Linked DNA regions of Mus musculus: regions 1, 3 and 4 are each linked to region 2. Evidence: chromatin contacts called from public HiChIP or PLAC-seq data. All regions are on one chromosome and are shown on one strand. Each heading gives the region's core, a stretch centred on a gene start, on an enhancer-like site or on the middle of the called end of the contact. The rest is flanking DNA. Distances are from core to core; before and after follow the strand shown.

Region 1 (2,993 bases), core at 172-2,671, 500 kb after region 2:
ATAAAACTTTTAAAAATAATAAGACTAAGCCAGGCAGTGGTGGCACAGGCCTTTAATCCTAGCACTTGGGAGGCAGAGGTAGGTGGATTTCTGAGTTTGAGGCTAGCCTGGTCTACATAGTGAGTTCCAGGACAGCCAGGGCTACACAGAAATCCCGTCTCGAAAAAAATTAATAATAATAATAAAATAATAGCAATGATAATGATAATACCAACTTAAAAAAACAATTTCCTATGAACAAGTACTGTTTTCTCAATCTGATTTAATTAAGAAAAAAAAAAAGGCAGGGCTGGTGAGATGACTCAGCGGTTAAGATTGCCGACTGCTCTTCCAAAGGTCCTGAGTTCAAATCCCAGCAACCACATGGTGGCTCACAACCATCTGTAACAAAATCTGATGTGCTCTTCTGGAGTGTCTGAAGACAGCTACAGTGTACTTACATATAATAAATAAATAAATAAATAAATAAATAAATAAATAAGAAAAAAGGGATTAAAGTGGAGGCTGGATGGCTCTGAGGGTCAAAGTGCTTGCTGGGGAAGCCTGCTGACCTGAGTTCAGTTCCCAGAACCCACTGTGGGAGAGAACTGACTCCCCCAAGTTATTCTCTGACCTCCACACATACTGCATAACACTCATGTGCCTGCTCATGCGCACAAGTGCCCATGCCATATGCTCATATGCAAATAATAGTTAATAAATAATAATAAATGAAAATAAAAATTTAGATCCAAGAAGGCTGGTATGGTGGTGCATATAACCTATATAACCCTATATAACCCTAGCATGAGGCCAAGGCAAGAGGCTAGCCTGGGCTACATAGAGTTCCAGGCTAGCCTATGAACAAATGGAGACCATATCTGATTTGAGAGAGAGGGAGGGAGGGAGGGAGGGAGGGAAGAGGAGGAGAGAGAGAGAGTATCCCAAAGAATGTTTCATGCCTTAACAACCTTGAGACAAACTCCACGACTCGTCCAGACTCAGTCTCAGCTCTGGCCTTGAGCTTCCCACAGTTGAGAGGAAGGGTGGGATAGTTTCAGGGCAGAGGACCCGGGCTTCTCTGAGCCTCCACACAGAGACTGCAAGGCCAGCCTGGTAAACAGGCAGTAGCTGAGCATTTTCAGCTAAGGATGGAGAAGCCCAAGTCTCCTGGGAGACCTCGGCCCAGAACGTCAGCACCACTCACAAGGGCCCAGGCACCTTGCAAAGGCGGGCTCCTTGTCCCTTGGGCCCCCAGCCACTCCCCATGGTTTTTCGAATCAGACTTACCGTGCCCAACAGAGCATGGGGCAGCTGCCTCAGGGCCCAGAAGCAAACGACTCTGCCTCAGTGACAGGGCCCCAGTCCACACTGCCAGACACTTGTGGTCCCAATCTGCCCGCCAACCCCCAACGGCAGGGTGTGGAAGAAGGAAGCGAGAATGAGGTTACTCAGGCTGGTCACGTGACGCGCCCACACCCCCTTGTTTGTGACAGCTTTGGTGACAAGTCTGATTAAAGCTGGGTGGGCAGTGTGATGGCGGTTTGTTGGGACTGATAACAATCTTGAAAGTTCAAGGAAGGTATGGGGGGTGCTTACTGTGAGGGGACCTCTACATGAGACCTCAGAGAAGAGTCACAGCCTTGTTCTATGGGCAACTGGAGAGAGGCAACCAGAGAGAACCCCTGCCATGGAGGCAAAGGCCAGACAGAAGGGAGGGAGGGTCTCAATGGAGATGGAGAATGGGAGGCAGAGGGGCAGGAACTGCAAATCACCCACCTTTTTGGAGCTTATGCATAGAGTGTTTTTTGTGTGTGTGCATGCTGGTGTGTGCACACGTGTGTGCTTGTGTGCACATGTGTGTATGTATGTGTGTATGTGCATGCATTTGTACATGTGTATGCTCATGTGTGTATGTGCATGCATTTGTACATGTGCATGCTCATGTGTGCATGTGTGTATACATGTGTATATGCACATTTGTGTACGTGTGTGCATGCATGTACACGTGTGTTTGTACATGTGCTTGTGTGTGAGTCACATGCATTCTTGTGCATACTCCCCAACCTCTCCACGTCTCCACAGCTCAGCTTGGCCTCAGGATCCTCCTTTCTCTGGGGCTACGAGGCTTTTCCTCTCACAGGGTTCTACATAACTGGGTGTAGTGGCTCTCACTTTTAATCTTAGTGGTGGGGATGCCAAAGCAGGAAGAGTACTGTGGGTCTGAGGCTAGCCTGGGCTAAAGTTACTCGCCAGGCAGTGGTGGCTCGAACCTTTAATCCCAGCACTTGGGAGGCAGAGGCAGGCAGATTTCTAAGTTTGAGGCCAGCCTGATCTCAGAGTGAGTTCCAGGACAGCCAAGGCTACACAGAGAAACCCTGTCTCAAAAAACCAAAAAACCAAACCAAACCAAACCAACAAAAAAGTAAGACCCTGTCTTAACTGCTCCATGAAAAATCCAACAGTCAAGGACTCGCCAGACAGGGAGGGTCATTCCCCAATGGATTTCTCCCTTATCTGTTCCTTTGCCCAACAGATTTCCTTTGCCTGTATCTCAGGTTGATCAGCAGCCTTGGTCTCATACAATCCCCCTTGTCCATGGGATGGTGAGGCCAGCCAGTAAACAGGCTGGTAGACCATGACCACATACCCTCCAGTAAAAGCGACACTCCAGGGTGAGCTACGGGGTCAGGCAGGAGATGAGGTGAGATAGATGAGGTAAAGACTGGAGGTCAAGCATGCACAGTGTGGATCTGGAAGTGGACAAAGGGATTAGCCTCCAGGGTCTGCCCTGCAGTTTTGCAAAGCCAGGCTCAGGACTCTTGTAGAGAGAAGGCCATACCCTGCCTTGCATGAAAGTTGTTTAAAAACAAAAGCCAGAGGGTGAGGTAGTGTGTGCCTGTCGTCCCAGAACTTGAAAGGCTGAGGCCAGTCTGGGTTATACAGTGCCAGGCCAACCAGGGTCACATAGCTGCCTCAAAATACAAACCAAGGCTGATGAGAGGGCTCAGCCT
Region 2 (2,910 bases), core at 35-2,534:
AGCTTTTATTATGGTAGATGGCATACACTCTTGAAGTCCAAGAGTACCTGAGCCTTCATGATCTGTTAGCAGGAAGGGTCTCTGTGAGCACCCAGAGCCATTGCCTGACCATGACTGCTTCTCATAGAACATCCACCTGGCCTCTCCACCCCGACACCAACATGCCGTCTGCCACCCCTGCCTGGCCCACTCGCTCTTGTCACTGACTTCCACCATCAGCACTGGGGGAGTGAAGGGGTCTTGGGAGTTTTCTAGTCCTTAGACTTATATGCAGGAAGGTCTCTAGACTCAGCCATCACCTCTCCGGGCCATCTCCTCAGAGACAGTAACACACTGGAGGAGAAAAGAGACTTCCCAGGGTTAAGTGTCAGTGAGAACAGACCGGGGTGTGGTCACGCACAGGTAGCAGAGGGAATCCTGTCCTTGCAGCTCCTGGAGATCCCCCCCCCAGGGCCCCCAGAGTGACCTGCTCCAAACAGCAGAGTCCAGGGTCGGCACCTCTGGCGTGGCACTTGCAGGCCCAGGGATCTCCACTGTCCAGGTGAGCTGCTCTGCCTCCAGCTTCAGCTGCAGAGCCAATGTGTACTTTCTAGGGTCCTCGCTGCAGACGGTGCGCTTGTGCTCAGGCACTCAGGCTTAGGGACAACAAGCACAGCGGCATGCCAGCCTGGTCACCTGACACTCTAGTGACAAGTCCTTGAGACCTCATGACCTTGGTTGGGGTGTGGGACTTCTCCGTGGCACCCACCCACCAGTGCACTCAACCACTCACACACATCTCAACCTCAAGTGGCACGCAGCCAGCCATGTGCAGACGTCTAGTTACGTTGGTAAATAGGCGATTCAGAAAAAAACCAATTCCATCCCCAGGAGCATCCCAAAGAGCAAAGTACTTGGGAGTGACCCTCCCTGCCCCCCCAGCCAAGGAAGTCTGACACGCTACCAACTTTTGCTGAGGTTAAGGGCTCACAGTAAAAGAGAAGACAATGCATAATCATTAGCCAGGAACTTCCCGAGGGGTCTAAACATCAAATACAATGTTGCCGTGCTAATTCTTGGTTGCCAACTTGACTACCTCTGAAATGAACTACAATCCAGAACTTCTAAAGATCTCATGAAAAGGAATTAAAGAAAGGTCCAGGTGTGATGGTTTGTGCCTTTAATCCCAGAAGACAGAGGCAAGCAGATCTTTTGAGTTCAAGACAAGCCTGGTATAGAGCAAGTTCCAGGTAAAGAAAGACCTAAATCCCAGCATGGTAGTGCACGCCTTTAATCACAGCATTCAGGAGACAGGAGCATGCAGAGTTCAAGGTCACTCAACAAAGCAAATTCCAGGACAGACAACCTGAAGCAGTGAAGGAGTTAGAAAAACAGAAAAGAACAAGTGGGCCATGCCCCAGCCTCAGCAAGCAACAAAACTCCCGCAGCTTTGGCTACGTGACTTTGGCTTTGGCTTTAGAGTCAAGAATAGAGGGGACAGCTGGGACAATTATGCTGGTTAGCTGGAGCTAAGAAATGAGCAATGATTAAGAAGAGACCAGCATCACTGAGGTGAAATCTGGGAAGCATTTTCCGACAGCACAAAGAAGCTGTGTTCCAGAGATAGACCCTCCTCCTGGCTGCCTGCAGAAGACAGTCTCCTTCCCACTCTGTGGATCAAGAAGTAGAACTCCCAGGTCCTTCTCCAGCACCATGCCTGTGTGCACAATGCCATGCTTCCTCCTATGACGATGATGGACTGACTGAACCTCTGAAACTGTAAGCCAGCCCCAGTTAAATGCCTTGTCCAAGGTTTCCCTTCACAACAATAAAACCCTAACTAAGACAAACTTTTTCATCTAAATTCTATTGCTGGGTTGGGGGATGCTGCATAGCCTAGAGGGCACAATGCTGTGGATTCAAAACAACAGACTGTTGTCAATAGATGAACCAAACAGTAATTGTGCCACATATACACATGGAACACTATTCAGTCTTGATTTAAAAAAAAAAAAAAGCCAACCTTAATAACCATACAGATTTACAGGTAATTCAAGTTGTGTGTAGGGGGAGGAATGGGGGCAGTGTTTCTGCAGACAGAGACAGCCCAGTCTATAGAGAGCTTGCTATATACAGTGTAAGGACCCAGCTTCAAATCGGTTGAGGAAGAGACCTAAGGTCAACCCATACATGCCTCCACATGTCTGCTTACACATGTGTGCACATGAACGAGCATAAAGCTCACACACAGAGAAATCAACTAAAGTTGTCGGGTGATACCATTTGGATCCGATTACATCCCAAAGTGTTAAAGGTTTGGACCACAGTTCAGCGAGGTGGAAGGCAATGGTGAGGCTGAGAGAGAGGCATTAGAGCATGCCCTCAATGAACATTTTGCAAGATGCCAGTGTCTCTCCTCCCCGCCCCTGACCCCGTTTCACCCCATTACATGACCATGGCTTTTAGGCAACCGCAAAGCAGTGGGGCTGGCTGGCTGCCCCGCGTGCGGGCTGACACCTCCAAAACCCAGAGCCAAAATCAGCCTTTCCTCTTTTCCAGGTGATTTCTTCCTTAGGTATTTTGTTAGTGACAGAAGCCCAGCAAGCACAGAGGATTTACACAACCCAATCTAAGTGCTTCTGCCAAGCTTCACCTGCAAACACCGTAGTGGTGTACTGCGTATGGGCACACATATCAGTGGGGTTATCACAGGGCTTAGCAGTAAACTTACCTACCCGTGGCTAATTTGCGTTTTTTAAAAAAGAGATTTTGACTATTCATTAGAGGAATTGATACGTCTTTTCAACAGACAATCTCCTCGGTGGAGATGCTCGCATACAACAGACCTGAGCTGGGCCTGTACTTCACCCCATGCCTAAAAACGGAACCCGAAAGATGAAACTTTAAATGTAACACTGAAAATTAGGAAGC
Region 3 (2,791 bases), core at 291-2,790, 280 kb after region 2:
CCTTTAAAAAAAAATGTTATGTGCATGAGTGTTTTGCTCACAGATGTCTGTGCACCACATGTGTGCCTGGTGCCCGTGAAGGTCAAAAGAGAGCAGCAGGTCATCCTATAGTCATGGGGCGGGTCCTGAATGGGGGTCAGGGAGTAGCCAGAAGATGAGAGGATAAAGTCAGGAAAGTCTCAGACCAAGAAGTCTCACACAAGCTGATGGCTCCTGCAAGCAAGTTTATTAACAAGTACAGCGCCTTATACAGTATTTCCAGGGGAGAAATGGGACAGAGTCATCAGAAACTATCAAACGCTAGGATGAAGTCAGCAGGAAGCTAATCCAGCAGCATCGCACAACGGGGACCAGGTATCTCAAGAACATTATAGACCCACATAGTGGACAAGCTGATCTCTCAGGATCAGGAGCCACAACTCCCTCCAGTCTCTGGCCCTAGGCCATAACCAACTCTGCCAAGTATATTCCTGGTTCTTTCTCGGTACACCAGGGCCTTGGGGAAAGCCTTGCATTCGCCCAACCCTCCACAGGATTCATCAAAACTAGAGTTAAGGACAGTTGTGACCCACCATGTGCATGTCTGGAATTGGCCCTGGGTCCTTGGCAAGAGTGAGGAGTACTCTTAGGCACTGAGCCATCCCTCTAGCTCACAGAAAATAGTGGTTTGAATTCCAGCTGGCTGGGAAGCTGGTGGTCCCTGTGGTGAGAGTGGGAAGGGACCAGAGAGCTCACTCCCCTTGTTCTCCATCACTACTTCAGTTCCTGCCTCCCCTCTAGTGGTCATTCACAAGGGTTGAGGAGAGAGGAGCCATTGGGTCAGACCTCTCCCTAGTCTGAGAATTTGGGGCTGGAAGGGAGTTGCTGGCGGGCAGGCATTGCATTCCAGATTCAGTCTGTACTCCACTCCCATCCCAGAATGGAGTCTTATCTCTCCACCAACAAGCCTTTCTCCCCACTCAGCCTTGGGACCTGGCTCACTTAACAGGAAACAGAATGTGTACTGAGAGAGGAAAGCCATAGCTTGGTTCCCCAAAGCTAGGATTCCCACACCGTTGCAGCCAGCACACAGTATGGGTAGGATTCCCACACCGCTGCAGCCAGCACACGGTTTGGTATGACTGACTCATCAAAACAGGATTGCTGCCTTCTGCTGAGTCCCCAGAGCCTAACAAGCACTCAACCCAAACCAACGGACAGTGTCTGTATGGCTGCCGGTGTCTTCTTCCTTATCCATAAAGAGAAGGCATCTAAGTGGGGTGACTTAGGTTGTATGCTGATGTGTTGCTGTTTCTGACCACGTCTCACCATACCTGGAAACCCATCCCTAGTAAATCCCCCCAGGAAGGCATTGGTACCTGACCAGAGCCTTGTGCTGTAAACATCTGCTACTGACCAAGAGCCATCGGATACTATGGGCCAAGCACTTAGGCCTCCAGTCCCTGTTTCCTGCCTCCCTGCTCCACAGCCCAACATTTGGAATCAAACCAGAAACTCGCTCTGCTCCGTTATTCAGATGCTTGCTGTAAGAAGCCAAGCATCTGTGCGGTGGAAACCAGGACACAGAGAAGCCTTGGGTCTGTCTCTCCCAGCACATCTGGGCTGCAGAGCTTCAGGGCGTCAGGGATCCTCCCGCCTGTGTGAGGACCATCCGCGGCCAGCACAGACCCGATGCCCACTTTGGAGCAGAAGGATGAGCACAGGAAGTCTGTGGTCGAGGCCGTGCCTGCCAAGCCTTTAACAGAATCCTGGTCTGGAAGAGATGAGAAACAATAGGGCTGGGGCGGGGCTGGGGAGAGGCTGGGGCGGGGCATCTGGCTCTTCTATTCCCTAGGTGCAGTAAATCAGCTAGCCAGGAAAGAAGGCCCAGGGAGGCAGAAGCCATTAATGAAAACCTCCTCTACTCTCCTTTGGGGCTTCTAACAGCTTCAGGAAAAACCATAGCTCCTCCATTACCTACATGATCTGGGCCTTGGTTTCCACACCTGTAGAAGCAGGAGGACCCTCGCCCTCTCCACGTGTCACGCAAAGGGGAAGTCTTTGGAACTGGGGTGTTTTGAGATTTCAACCATAGGTGACCGAGGCTTATTCAGTGATGGCAAAATGTGGGCAGCAGCGTTTCCAAGCTGAGCTCCTCTAGGGATTCTGGGGGTGCGGGGCAAGTTAGACACACACATCCCTGCCCTGATGGAGTTCTCCTCCCAACAGGGGACAGACAGGAGACTACTAAAGGCATGGCTAAGTAAAGGTGGCCATGCGTACAGAAAAATTGAGATCTCACCTGTGACCTGAATGGAATGGCAGCCTCAGAGGAAATGGTGGCGCCTCTAGGCTGAGGGGTGACTTGCTTGCTTGGTTTGGGCTGGAGTGTTTGAAGTGAGATGTCATTCTGTAGCCCTGGCTACCTTCCAATTCCCAACTCTCACTGCTTCAATATTTTGATCCCAGGATCCCAGGTGAGCAGCCATGCCCAGTGAGAGGGTGACTTTGGGGGGGGGGTGCATAGAACCTAGGTAAAGCAGCACCAGATGCAGAGATGGGGAGGGGTTTCCCTGCTGTCTGCAAAGCCCCACATCTGCTCTCTTCAGGGACACAGAGGAAAGGTCACTCCTGGAGACACCACGGATCGATTTGCTTCTAAAAGATCTTTTAATTTTTTTTCAAAAGGCATCTTCCTCTCAGACAGACAGATTGAGAGTTTGCCACAGCCCCTGTCATGACTTTGCAGGTCCAGAGACACCCCCTAGACCCACATCCAGGCCAATAGCGAAGACGTAGGAGTATCTTGCCT
Region 4 (2,857 bases), core at 243-2,742, 410 kb after region 2:
TTCCTCATGCTGTGGTGACCCCCAACTATAAAATTATTTCATTACTACTTCATAGCCATACGCTTGCTACTGTGATGAATCGTAATGTAATGTAAATAGCTAATATGAGAGCCCTGTGGGGTCATGGCCCACAGGTTGAGAATCACCGCACTAGCGTTATCTGGAGGGAAAGGAACTTCAATTGAGAACAATGTTTCCATAAGATCCAACTGTAGGGCATTTTCTTAATTAATGATTGATGGGGGAAGGCCCCGCCCATTGTGGGTGGAGCCATCCCTGGGCTGGTCAGGGGGTTCTATAAGAAAGCAGGCTGAAACCGGATTTGGTGGTATATGCCTCTAATCCCAGCACTCAGAAGGCAGAGGCAGAGGCGGGAGGTTGGGGCTAGCCTGGCCTATACAGTGAGTCCCAGACCAATTTAAGCTACCTGCAGGTGACAGATCAGTAAAGTAGATTGACACCACCAAGTCAGTCTGCTAGTGGCAGAGCTGGGATGCGAACCCAGGGCTGTGTGGCTCCATGAAAAGAGTCCCAAATCCAGAACCTGAGGGCTAAGGCAGGTAGGAGCCAAACTTGGTGACCTGCGTTCAATCCACAAACCCATATGGTAGAAGGAGAAAGCCCAGGTTTGCAAACTGATCTCTGTGCACGTGCGCGCACACGAACTTTTTTTTTTTTTTTTAATTAAGAGATGTGAGCTGTTGTCCCATTCTGCCGTTGAGAAAACTGATCCAAGATCACAAGAGACTGAGGGCAAAAATCTGAATCTGTGGGCCGTCTGACTCCAGAGTGTGCCCAGTAACCTCTCAAAGCAGGCCCTGGGAGCTTCCGGTTCAATATTTGTGGGTTGAGATGGGAGCCCTGCCCTCTGCACCAAAGAAAACTTAATTTGGTAAACAAAAAGCCATAGCCAGCCGCTCCAGAGAATGCAAACTAAAAAAGGTCAGGAGGGCATGTTGGCTCAAAATGACCCGGGTTGAATACTAAGCCAGCTCGGGCTACACAGTAAGTCCCGACCAACCTGGGCTACACCGTGAATTAATTCCTAGCCAGGCCTGGTCTACACGGTGCGAAGCCATCTCAAAAACAAAAGTAGATTAGAGAGGACAAGAAAGGGGGTAAAGAAAAGGGACAAACGGTGAAACCGGGACTAAGAAGTGGGAAACGTTTGGTGATGTGGCTACTGCCATTGCACACCAGAGAAACTGAAGCACACAGAGCCTAGGTGGAGGCCCAGGAAGGTAGCAGATGCTGGGACGGGAAAACAGGACGCAAATGCTCGCCCTAGCCGGTGGCCTCGACCCCGCCCCATGCACACAAGCGACAGCCAATGGAAGCGGCACACGGCGCGCCTTTCCCGGGGGGATGCTCTAGCTAGCTCTAGAACCCGGAAGCGCGGCGGATGGACAAGTCGAGACAGCCAATCCGCCGCGGCAAGGGCGGCCGTCCGTCCAATGGCGAGGCGACGGGAGCGGGGCGAGGTGGTGGGGGCGGGGCCTGCGACCGCGGCTGCGGGGAACGGCCGCGCGGGTTTGGATGCTGGAGGCGGGCACGAGCCCTGGGCCGGTTCGTAGCGGGAGCTCGCGGCAGCCTCATTCCACCCCCCACCCCACCCCCCGCTTCGGGAGTAAGCCGAAGTCTGCTGGGCTCGAGCCGCTGCACAGGCCGCGCGAAGTGATGACGTGGCGGGTCAGGCCCCGGAGCTCCGGCGCCGCCTGTCAGAACGGCGTCATCCCTCATCTGTAAACCGGGAGCTACAGGTAGCTTGCTCGCTCTTCGCAAGGGGGCTGACAGCGTGCAAGGCTGGCCGGCAGCGCAGTGTCCGGCACACCATAGTTGCCCAATAAATGCTTATTGTTGGCAAGATGGCATTTGCATACCTGATCCCTCGCTCCCCCCCCCCATCCCCCGCCAGCCCCCAAGCTTGTGTTCGCCCTCGCTGAGGTAGGGCATCATCACCCACTGTTGTTGGCCAGGCCTTGGGTTTCCCTGTCTATGATGGACAAGCCAGGGAAGGAAGGGCAGAAGGGACACAACATTGGTCACCGAGGCTGTCGGTATTCATATGGTAACATCAGGACACCAGACATTTGTCCTTATCGAAGATTGTGGTGTGTGTCCAGGGGCGTATGCAGGAGTTACAGCCCAAACACTAGGTGTCCTGTGGCAATAGTCGCTTGTGGTGGACTAGTGGACTAAGAGGGGGGCTGAAAAGTCCCCGACTTCACTTTTCTGAGTTCTGATTGCATCTCCTCTGGGGAGGGCGGTGTGGAAACATCACCTCCTGGGGTTGTAGGCTGAGATTATGAAAGTTAATATATATAAATGCATTAGAGTCCTATCACTCTACCCCGGAGGAGCTATGGGTTAGGATGAATCTTCCCAGGCTGGCCCTGCACCATGAGACCCCTCCCCCATTTCCGTGGTCCCTAATGAATTAGAAAGTGTGACGATTCTGTGTCTGGTCTCTCCATCTGGGAACGGGTCCACTCCCACTGCCTCATTCTTTTACAATGCTTGGTTCCTTGCAGGGTCCAGCTTTTCCTCTGTGTCGAGTGCTCTGGGCCCAGCCCTCAGTCCAGATGATACTCATGCCAATGGCGTCGGTGGTGGCAGTGGCCGAACCCAAATGGGTCTCCGTCTGGGGCCGTTTCCTGTGGATGGCGCTGCTGAGCATGGCTCTGGGGTCGCTGCTGGCTCTGCTGCTGCCGCTGGGAGTTGTGGAAGAGCATTGCCTGGCTGTGCTCAGAGGTTTCCACCTGCTCAGGAGCAAACTGGACAGGGCACAGCCTGTGGTCCCCAAGTGCACCAGCCTATGCACAGAGCTCAGTGTCTCCTCCAGGGATGCAGGGCTGCT

Evidence for each region. HiChIP or PLAC-seq counts read pairs in DNA pulled down with a chosen protein or histone mark.
Region 1: a contact with region 2 is called in an Esrrb HiChIP or PLAC-seq map of embryonic stem cells, with 8 times the contacts expected there. The contact joins the promoter of Selplg here to the enhancer-like site in region 2. A contact is called at or near these places in 3 of 39 promoter capture datasets (cranial neural crest, liver and second pharyngeal arch cranial neural crest), 1 of 484 Hi-C or Micro-C datasets (embryonic stem cells), 7 of 115 datasets of contacts at active chromatin or transcription factors (bone marrow-derived macrophages, embryonic basal ganglia, embryonic stem cells and 1 more) and 1 of 9 other capture datasets (embryonic stem cells).
Region 3: an H3K27ac HiChIP or PLAC-seq map of embryonic stem cells shows a contact between it and region 2, with 5 read pairs. The contact joins two enhancer-like sites. A contact is called at or near these places in 1 of 484 Hi-C or Micro-C datasets (embryonic stem cells) and 4 of 115 datasets of contacts at active chromatin or transcription factors (embryonic stem cells and stem cell-derived neural progenitor cells).
Region 4: an H3K27ac HiChIP or PLAC-seq map of embryonic stem cells shows a contact between it and region 2, with 6 times the contacts expected there. The contact joins the promoter of Ficd here to the enhancer-like site in region 2. A contact is called at or near these places in 2 of 39 promoter capture datasets (cranial neural crest and frontonasal cranial neural crest), 2 of 15 datasets of contacts at CTCF or cohesin (embryonic stem cells and stem cell-derived epiblast-like cells), 3 of 484 Hi-C or Micro-C datasets (bone marrow-derived macrophages and embryonic stem cells), 26 of 115 datasets of contacts at active chromatin or transcription factors (acute myeloid leukemia, bone marrow-derived macrophages, craniofacial prominence and 10 more) and 1 of 9 other capture datasets (macrophages).

Annotation. Positions count from the first base shown.
Region 1 is chr5:113,829,080-113,832,072 of GRCm38.p6, forward strand. Selplg (selectin, platelet (p-selectin) ligand) reads right to left here and starts at 1,422. Exons shown (of 2, transcript NM_009151.3): 1 at 1,270-1,422.
Region 2 is chr5:113,329,062-113,331,971 of GRCm38.p6, forward strand. No RefSeq gene overlaps it. Among named protein-coding and RNA genes, the nearest start is that of Mir7229, 6.0 kb to the left of the region's middle. Within about 2 kb of position 1,285, at least 5 of the 459 cell types and tissues checked have an H3K27ac peak or open chromatin away from gene starts, as enhancers often do. A contact at or near this core is called in embryonic stem cells, where this site is marked.
Region 3 is chr5:113,606,566-113,609,356 of GRCm38.p6, forward strand. The region is part of intron 2 of Gm42002 (a long non-coding RNA gene); the gene reads left to right. Among named protein-coding and RNA genes, the nearest start is that of Gm42002, 4.7 kb to the left of the region's middle. Within about 2 kb of position 1,541, at least 66 of the 459 cell types and tissues checked have an H3K27ac peak or open chromatin away from gene starts, as enhancers often do. A contact at or near this core is called in embryonic stem cells, where this site is marked.
Region 4 is chr5:113,734,290-113,737,146 of GRCm38.p6, forward strand. Ficd (FIC domain containing) reads left to right here and starts at 1,493. Exons shown (of 3, transcript NM_001010825.3): 1 at 1,493-1,760; 2 at 2,532-2,857. The coding sequence starts at 2,583.